Regions from separate parts of the Anser cygnoides genome. Here region 1 is linked to region 2. Evidence: chromatin contacts called from public Hi-C data. All regions are on one chromosome and are shown on one strand. Each heading gives the region's core, a stretch centred on a gene start, on an enhancer-like site or on the middle of the called end of the contact. The rest is flanking DNA. Distances are from core to core; before and after follow the strand shown.

Region 1 (4,672 bases), core at 1,365-3,864, 49 kb after region 2:
GCATGGTTTTACTGATTTTTATTTTTTTTGGCAGTGGTCTGTTTGTTCTTCCTGTGCTGTTGAATGTCTTGTACTGAGTTGCATGCTGTGAGTTGGTGATTTTTTTGCATGTTGTAGTTTTCACAAAGTTTCCTCTGGATTTAAGCCCCACTGCTCCTTGGAATTGTTTAGGCGTGATGGAGTCGAACTAAGAGCTGAGTCGGTACAGTTGTTGTTCTTGTGATATCTTTATAAGCCCAAGAGCTTTGTGCAGATAGGCACATTTTAATGAGTTTGGCAGAAGCATTGACTGGGATTCATTTTGGGACACCCATGATGAGGTAGTATGGTATTTAAAGATTTGCAAAGTTTTAGTAGCAGTGTGAGATTCTGTTGCTTTAATGACAGATAGACCTGAGAGTGTTCTGGAAACTGAAGTATCGTTTTGATGGTATCTTGGATCAATATCTTCCAGGTATCTTTCAGTGTTTCCCCAAGCTGCTATAGTATCTTTCCTCCACTAGAAGGAAAAAAAAAAAAAAAAAGTATTGTCTCCCCACTTCGGAAAACATGCCCTCAGAGACTTCCCCACTGTCGTGAGTTCTGTAGTAAGAATACATTGCTTGGCATTGATGACAACACTTTTTGGGCTTCAGTTTTGCCTCTGTTGCATGTCAGACCCTCATGTACAGCATCTAAAAGTATGTAAGGCTGGTGCTGCGTGTGTGTGTGTGAAGGTTCTTCACTTTTTGAGTGTTAGAATGGTATTGATTTTACATTAGCTAGTTAAATATTTTTGTGAAAATAAATACTGGTGTAGTGATGAGGCATTGCTAAGGGAGTGAACTGGAGAACAATTTTGCTAGATACTTGTGAGAAAAAATGCTTCTTTAACTTTGATGTTCATGTACTAACTTGCCAGGATATTAAATCAATGAGGTCTTATATCTATCAAACTTAGTATGTTCAAAATACCATGGTCTTGAAGGAATATACTGCATCAACATCCATGACATCAGGTACCTTGCTTCCTGTGCTTTTTATCCTGCGATGGTGTGTTGTTGTTTTGTCTTAGGGGAATAAAAAGAAAAATCACAAATCTTTCTAACTTTTCTGATGAACGAGTTAATTAAAACTCTCACCTTCCAGAAAAGCTCCCAACCTAGTCTGAATTCACTGGAATAGTAATTACCTTGGTAGTTTGACTAGCAGTTTTTACTGTTATTGCTGGTCTGCACAGTTTTTTTCTTCCTTTTTCTCAGGTTTGAATTTTCCTTGCTTAATTTTCAGATATTTGTTCTAGTTGTGTTTTTTTCAGTCTTTCCCTGTCACCAATACCTATATCGGGAGATACTTATATTACCATCATCAAATTACCTTAGATCTTCTTTTTGCTAAAGCTTTTTGGTAGATTTCCTTAGCTTAAATGTATTAAGTGTTTTCATTTTTGTCTGTCTCCCACACCATCTCCAATTTCCCAGTAAAATGTTCAGACCAGGCAATGTGCAATATTCTTCTCACTCATATCACAAACATAAAAACTAATTCCCGGTAATTCAGGAAGATTTCTCAGACCTCATCAAACTTTCTAAAGTCTTCTAGCATTTTGGGGTACTTGCTCCTGTTTTGTAGGAATGGTTCCTAGCTCCTAGATGTATCCTTTTATAGTTGACTCTTTTAAAAATAATCTTGTATGAGTAGTACTCCTTACTAAGCATTTCTTAACTTTTTATCTATTGTTCCATCATTATTCACCAGAGGTTGTAAATTGCATTGGTAGTGCTTTTGTACTCATTTCTATAAATGAAAATGTTTTATCATGTTGAGGCTTTATCCTTGTAGAGTTGAGGCCGAGAAAGTCTTCTGAAGAGTGGTTTCTGCCTGGCTGCTGCTATGGTATTATTACACAACCTTTTTTTATCAGAGGAATTTGTAACTTTTCCTTCTGAGTTGCTGGAAAAGGATGGCTGTAGGTTTTTGTTCTCTTTCATAATAGTCATTAGTACTTAAATCACAACCCACCATTTCTTGTTATTTTCTCTTTTTTCTAGGAGCTTTTATGCTTGTAAGGCAGAACACGTAGGTCTGCAAAGCATATGTACTCCAACAGTGCTTATGTTGGCAAGACTCTTCTTTCAGGAATTTTCTGTGAATCAGTATACTTCATAAAAATGTGAATGGTTTAGGTAGGTAGTAGGAATGTCTGAAATACAATAAACTTGGTAAATGTTAATGAACTTTCTCCGTGATTTGAGCAATTGCTAGATCTCTTGACAGCTGAGCTGGTTACATCAAAGTATGGCTGTTACTTGTGACAAGCAGGATTGGATTTAGGCAAACACAGCAGAGAGACAACCTGGTTATGTACCTTTTACACAGTTCAAACAATTGAAGGTTTTCCAATCTCTGCTGACTTGGCTTTAGATCTGTTGTATGTGGCATGTATTGGCTATATAAATATTAGTCTGCATAAATATTGTTCTGTAGTTGCTTGCCAGTTTGAGCCATGCATGTAGAAGCTAAGTCTTTCCTTGCTGTATTCAAAAAAAACTTTTCATTTTGGGAAAAATATAATAAATAAGGTACTTCTCAGAGGTTGTTCAGATTTTTACATGAAATACTGTCAGAATATGAAACTGAGAATTAAGTTTTCTAACCAGAAATGCAAGAATAATTAAGTGTCTTGAATTTAAGTTTAAATTGATTAGTCATTTTCAGGGATCAGCTGTACCAGTATGTTTGTTGTCTGCCATGTTGAAGAGCTATAAATGTCACACCAAAAACAAGCCTCAGACCTCAGCCTGAGAAAAAAAATATTAGAGGAAGTAACTGACTGTAGAAATAGAATGAGACAGTGTTGTGGTTTAACCCTGAGGCAGCTAAACACCACACAGCTGCTTGCTCACCCTCCCCAGGTGGGATGGGGAAGAGAAACGGAGATGTAAAAGTGTGAGAACTCCTGGGTTGAGATACAGACAGTTGACTAGGCAAAACAGAAGCTGCACGTGCAAGCAAAGCAAAACAAGGAATTCATTTGGTACTTCCCATCAGCAGGCAGGTGTCCAACCACTGACAGGAAAGCCGGGCTCATCACGTGTAACAATCTCTTGGGAAGACAGACACCATCACTCCCATCGACCGCCCCTTCTTCTTTCTTTATCCTGGCTTATGTTGTCCAGTAAGATGGTATGGACTAACCCTCTGGTCAGCTGGGGCCAGCTGTCCTGGCTGTGTCCCCTCCCAGCTCCTGCTGCACCTCCATGCTCCTCACAGGCAGGGCAGCATGGGAAGCAGGAAAGACTCTGTGTAAGCATTGCTCTGTGACAAAATATTAGTGTGTTATCACCACTCCTTTCTTCAAAAATCCAATAGATAGCGTTGTGTGAGCCGTATGAAAAAAAATCAACTCTGTCCCAGCCCAAAACGTGACAGACAAATTGTTCTAGAGGTTATAGCATTGTTGTATTAGATTCATTTTCTAGATTCAGTATCCGAGACTTGTTTTCATAAGTCATTTTATACCCTTTCACTTTCTCCTTTCCTCCAAATCAATCTAAAAGGAAGTTACTTTTAATTTGTTTTAGTGTATTTATATTCATTTTATTAAAAAAAAAAAAAAAGTCAAGTATTCAAGACTGTACAAACACAAGTAGTAATGGTTCAGAAGAAAGCACCAGAGATGTTGTGAGACAGCATTAAGGAAAGCTCAATGTGACATTGTACAGAAGAGTGGTTTAAAGAACAATTATAAACTTCATTTATAGTTTGTTTTACTCAAAATGTAAGTTAAAAACCTAGAAATCTGTCTTTAGAGATTGGAAGATGTAGTTGAAGCTATCATTGGACTGATGTTTTTGTGGTACAGGTAGATCAGATACAGACTGCTGGGACCATCTGAAGTCTTCAAATATGAATCATGGAAGTATTTATTTTTATATGGAAATAGGGATGCTTTGTATACTATGTTGGCAAAATTACTTAATAATTGTGATTTTCAATAAGATAGTACCCAGTTCCTTGTAAATGGATTTTAGATTTTTTATTATCAGATAAAATAATTCCAAAAGTCTATGGACTGTACACTGTAATTAACCAGGATGATACATTATACACAAGATCAGTATTTCATGGGAAAATAGTTTTCTTTTAAATTTTAAACTAACATTTTGTTGACTCATTCCATCAGCTGAATTGTATGAGTAAAAAAATGCGTGTATTACGTGCATATAATCCAAGTTGTGTGGTTACTGAATTAAAGTTAAAAAGTGAGGATATTTATGTTACAGTAGGCAAGTAAGTTTGTAAATCACAGTTTAAATAGCTTAATAGTTACAACTATAAGCAAAGCATTGCTTTAGCATTAGCCAAATACATCTTTGTTCCTAAAATCTTAATAATAATAAATTACTAGTGAAGTATGCAGAGATAGGACCTTTGGAATGTAACTGTAATTTTTATATAGTGTACTAAAAAATGTTTTGGCAAAATCAGCCAAGGAACGTAATTTTTTGTTCAGCTTACTGCATTTCTGCTGTGTCTTGTTTCCCCAATGTATATGAACCCTCAGTTTCTATAGGGCATATCTCACTTTATCATCTTCCTGATAGGGCTTTTTTCTGATTTATTTTTTCCCCTTCTGTTAGGATCATTAAACCCCAAAGTTTTAACTTCTTAATGCATCTAAAATCCCAAG
Region 2 (5,225 bases), core at 2,413-4,912:
ACCACACCAACATGTGCTGAGCCACACGACTGCCAGGCTTCAAAGTCTTGGGACACTTAAAGAGTCACGGAGATAGGTGTGGGCATTGCTCTTCACAAGAGGCAGTCAGCTTTGTTAAAGAATTAATAAAAAAAAAAATTAGTCTTTCTCTATTTGCATAAAACCTGTCAGAAACTATTAAAATCAGCTAGTGGGGTTCTGCAGGGCTCCATTTTAGGACCAGTTCTCTTCAATGTTTTCATAAATGACTTGGAAACAGGACTTGAAGGTGTATCGAGTAAGTTTGTGGATGACACTAAATCAGGAGGAGCTGTTGACTCTGTCATGGGTAGGGAGGCCTTGCAGAGAGATCTTGGCAAATTAGAGAGCTGGACAATCACCAGCAGTATGAAGTTCAACAAGAGCAAGTGCCAGATTCTGAACCTGGGACTGGGCAACCCTGGCAGTCACAGACTGGTGAAAAAGAGGCTGGAAAGCAGCCCCACAGAAAGGGACCTGTGGGTTCTGGTCAATGGCAAGTTGAATGTGAGTCAGCAGCATGCCCTGGCAGCCAGGAGGGCCAACCGTGTCTAAAATGGGACAAAATCAGGTGTAAACTGAGAGTATCAAAACCAAGAGATGGCTTTTCTCTTAGTCTTTATTTTCAAAGTGGATGAATTAAAGTTGTGGTGTTTTCTTTTTTTCTTTCTATTTATTTATTTATTTATTTATCTATTTTTCAGGAATTTTATTTATCTATTTTTCAGGAATTCAAGACCGTATTTACATGTGCTTCTTCCTCTTTTTTATTTTATTTTTCCTTCAGCAACGGGGTATTTGCTCATATCGCTCAAAAAAATAGCTTTCTGAGAATGACTAAAAATACTGAAAAAACTTCTTTGAAGTGCTCTTTGTGACTGATATTTAAAGAAAGAGCACGTTTCTAAACAGAATTTGTTTCTCTCAAATGCTGGGCCTACCAGAACAGGGGAAGGAAAACCATTAAAAATGTATGTATTTACCGTTAAGCACTTTACATCCTGAAAGATTCCAAAAGTAGAAGAAAAAGTGACATACAGGCACTCTGACTTCATAGAAATTACTTAAACAAGCAACTAACTTCTCTAGTCTTGTTCTAAGTCATGAAAGTTTTGCAAATAATTCCCCAAAACCTCCTGAATAAAGAACAGACTTTGAATTTAATTTCAGCGGAAAATGACAAAGCTAACCACAACTAGCAGAATGTTTGCGATAATTACAATGAAACTGCTTCTATCATTTTTAGCTGTTTGAACATGAGAATGAAACAAAATCTATTTCCTTGTCTGCATTTGAACTTCAGAATTTGGAACACAGAAGTATCAAGGAAGTAAAACCAAGTCTTCTGCAAAGGTGGCAAGAATTGTAACTTGCTTTAACAAACAGACTAACTCTGAAGGGAAATTGTTAAAACAGTTGTAACTTAATGGTTCATATGTAACTAGTGTTACTTTTGTCCATTATTTGAGGACGTTTAGGAAGTTTCTGTCTCTGAGTGTTTTACATACCTGTTTAATTTAGAATGTTGTGGTTATGCCTGTTAGTACAGCTTACACATATTTGTGTTTGATTTAGCATGGAAATGTAGAATGACAGGTGTAAACAGGATGAAGCTGTATCATAGTTCACTCTTAAAAAGAGTAAGTTGCCATGCGTCACAGGCTGACACCATTGTACCCATGTTAATATGCAAATGTATGTGAAGTGTATATGGTCATTTAGCAAAGACAAAAGGAAAGGGGAATGCTTTAATGAGAGTAAGATGCAAATCCGAAATTCTGTTTTCAGTGCAGATGCCTTTGAAAGGACTTGCTAAAAATGAACATAGTAGCAGGAACACTGTTGAAAATAATGAACAACCCTGAACAGCCTAGTGAAAAAAACAAGACATTTCACAGCAGAATATGCTATATTGTGATTAAATATAATGGAACACAAACAAGCAAAAATGTCTGGTATTGCTAGGTAAACTAGTGTTGGGAGTCATAATGTAGACAGGACTTCTGTAATCTCTATCAACTGACAGTGTTCTCTTATCAGTCAAGAGTTTGGCAGATTCTCAAGGTCCAACCATACCTGACACTGTTAAAATGTGGAAGCTTTACAAACAATAATTTAAGGAATTCCCATCCACTTTTGTAAAATTATTTGCACTTGCAGTGTTCCGTCCACAGAGATCTTGATGAGCAGAGTCTTGGATATGCACTGATGCACAACCAACATACTACACTACTCTCCTGATCTTTTAAGCGGTCTGGATACCAGTGGCAATTATACTCTGGATGAATTAGAACTATTTTATTTTGCAATTTGTCAGAATTTTTCAGTGTCACAGGAGTAGGTGCTTGTGTGAATTTTCAACATGACAGCCTGGAAAGAGAGAAAGGCATTAAAAAAGAAAGGCAAATTATTAGAGGATGTAGTACCAAAGAGACTTCCAGTGAGATAGGGGACTAGACAGATATAAGAAATAATAGATTTTATTTCAAAATCACTGAGTGTCCTTTAAACTGCATATTCAAGGAAGCCAAATATGCAAAGCAATGTACACGCTGAGTTAAATTCTAATTCTGAATTGCCCTAGATTTCCATAAGATGATGTCATATGACACAGGCGACACTTTTCTTCTGCTTAAAGAGTTAAAAACATGTCACTGTGGAGATGGCAGTGATAAGTTTGCCTTAAAGAACATTTTTTTCTTTAACAGTACCAAATTCTGTTAGCAGACAGGTAACAGTCTGCTTTGGAATTGGTCAGAGTTGCGCATGCATCTGTTGGTGGTTTTCAGTCATAATCTATGTCAGATCCAATTGTCTTTTTAGTTCTTCCCAGTCCTTCTCTCGATTGTCTCCTGGGAAAAGACTTCATGGTGCTTTTTTGTAGATTGAGTCCTCTGATACTGGCGTTTTTCCTTATCTCGCTATCTCTTCAGGTTAGCAGTCAAGCTCCTTCTCTTTCTGCTTGTTCCAACAGACAACCTAGCTCACCTATTTCAGAGTTTTAATTGAAGCAGGTTTACTTGGCACGGGCAAGAAAACAAGGAGCACAGTCATCACACAAGTTACAGAAAAGCGTACTTTTTCAAAGTTAAGGGTTGTGCAATAAGCCCAGACCTAGGACAGAAATAGCAGATACAAACATCGCCTGAAAAAAAGGCGCACTCTCCCCTTGCCCCGCTAACACACACGGCTGCCAAGGGAGCTGCTGTTTACTACGCCTGGCCAAGGCGAGGTCAGCCCGGCGGCGGGGTCCGCGGCTCTTTACCTCGCTTTCTTTCACTTTTCACCTCACAGCGGCTCCGGTTGGCGACGGAAAACGGAAACCTGAGAGAGACGAGAGCCTTCCGCTCCCCGGAGGAACAGCACGGGAGCGGGGGGACCCTTCCCCGCGGCTACCCCCGCACCCCGCCCCGCTCCCCAGGCGGAGCCCGACACCCGCCGCCCAACGGCCGCCCAACGGCCACGGGGCAACCCGCCCCCCCCCGCGGGGCGAGTAACGGCCGGCGGCGGCCCCGCCCCGTCGCCTAGCAGCTGCGTGATGACGCAGGCGGCGGGAGCCCCGCGGCCCGGCCCCCGCCCGTTGCTGGGAGGGGGGTGAGGGAAGGGAAGAGGGGGGGGAGGGAGGCGGGGCGGCCGCGAGGAGGCTGCGGGCAGAGCGCGGCGCGGCTCGGCTCGGCACCACGCCGCCGACCGCCGCCGCCTCCCCCGGCGCCGTGCATGGAGAGCGAGCGGGCGCTGAGGGGCAAGCCGCCTGCGTGCGCCGCTCCGCCCCGCCGAGCCCCCGCCGGGTGAGTGGGGCCGGCGGCGGTGGTCCGCTGGCCTCGGCGGAGGGGGCGGTTGGCGGGCGGTTGGACGGCGCCGCCGGGACCGGGGCCGGGGCCGGGACCGGGACCGGGGCCGGGGCCGGGGCGGCGGCGGGTAGGCCGTACCTGCGGCGGGAGCGCGGCGGGGGGCACGGCGGGCCTCGCCTCTTGGGCGGCGGGAGCGGCCCCGGGCTGCGGGGCGGGCGGCCGTGCGGCGCAGGGAGCGGGCAGTCCGCCGCCGCCGTCCCCGGCCGGCCGCCGCACCTTGTCGGAGCGGCGCTGGGCGGCCGGAGCGCTGCCTCGGGGGCGCGGGGCTGCGGCGCGGCGCGGCGGGGAGCTGCCTGCCTGCGGCGGGGAGGCGGCAGCGGAGGGGTGCTCCCGCGGCGTGCCTGCGCTGCGCTGCGCTGGCAGCCGGGCGCGGAAATGCTCGCTTGTTGGTGAACTTCATTAACTTCCACGAGATGAATGACTATTATTGCTGTTACTACGAAGTAAAAAACTGCGCGTAAAACTTCTCCCTCCTTTTTTTTGTGTGTGTCTAGTGTCAGCCTAATTGGCTCTGTCTTCAAATTTCCTTTCCCAACTCTCTATGTCAGGGGAGAAAACAACACCTTGCTTTGGTTTTCCGTAAAATCCTTGTGTTCAGAGGGACGTAGGCTATTCTTTCTAGTCGCTTGCCAGAGGGAAACATAACCGGGAAGGCTGCTTAAAGTCTCAAATGCGATTTTGCAGGTAGGACTAGCTGGTTAATAGCCAGTGTTTCTGACATCTTAGCCCCGTACAGCTTCCCAGTTTAACATCTAGCTCTCCGTTGTTTCTGACGTTAGCCAGCATTAATACAGTTAATGTTGACTAATTCAGTTCAGGTGAGAGAAGTATTTCTGAATTGTGTGTTTTATAGAAAATCAATATTGACAGGAGATTGTAGAGAGGTTATGTTCACGGTGTGGAGTGGTAGCTTGGACTGATTATGTGGGTTAATTTTTTTTCCTTGCCCTGCTCACTCTTTCCCGTAACTGATACGGGGGTAACACGGTAGTGATGTTCTTCAGAGGTGCCTGGTTTTGTTCCCTGACTAGAGTCGATGACATGGTAGTTTGAAGACTCAGTGATAGCTACCTTTTTCCTACTGTCCTCTGCTTTGAAGACAGTGAGTCCCCAGTGACTTCAGAGGTGTGAATAAATAATATTGTATTCAGTAACTGTAGTATTACAGTGTGAAGTGGTAGTGGCGGCAGGCGTGCTTTCTTGAGAAGCCTTTAGTCTGAACCATTTACAAGAGCTCTTTCGTTTTCATAAATGTTGATGACAACAACACAGGGAAGTAGTGTTTGCTTCTGGAGGGGAAATTTTAATGAGCAAGAAGTTTACAGAAGGTGGAAAATGGCTCAACATCCTTGTTGA

The links. A called contact is a pair of places that touch in the nucleus more often than the background predicts.
Region 1: a contact with region 2 is called in a Hi-C map of liver, with 4 times the contacts expected there. The contact joins the enhancer-like site here to the promoter of JAK2 in region 2. A contact is called at or near these places in 3 of 7 Hi-C or Micro-C datasets (blood and liver).

The regions. Positions count from the first base shown.
Region 1 is chrZ:83,841,382-83,846,053 of Taihu_goose_T2T_genome, forward strand. The region is part of intron 3 of JAK2 (Janus kinase 2); the gene reads left to right. Among named protein-coding and RNA genes, the nearest start is that of JAK2, 48 kb to the left of the region's middle. Within about 2 kb of position 2,615, at least 1 of the 3 cell types and tissues checked has open chromatin away from gene starts, as enhancers often do. A contact at or near this core is called in liver, where this site is marked.
Region 2 is chrZ:83,791,774-83,796,998 of Taihu_goose_T2T_genome, forward strand. It overlaps JAK2 (Janus kinase 2), which reads left to right and starts at 3,663. Exons shown (of 25, transcript XM_066987657.1): 1 at 3,663-3,806. It overlaps LOC125180455 (a long non-coding RNA gene), which reads right to left and starts at 3,524. Exons shown (of 2, transcript XR_007159019.2): 1 at 3,284-3,524; 2 at 2,481-3,132.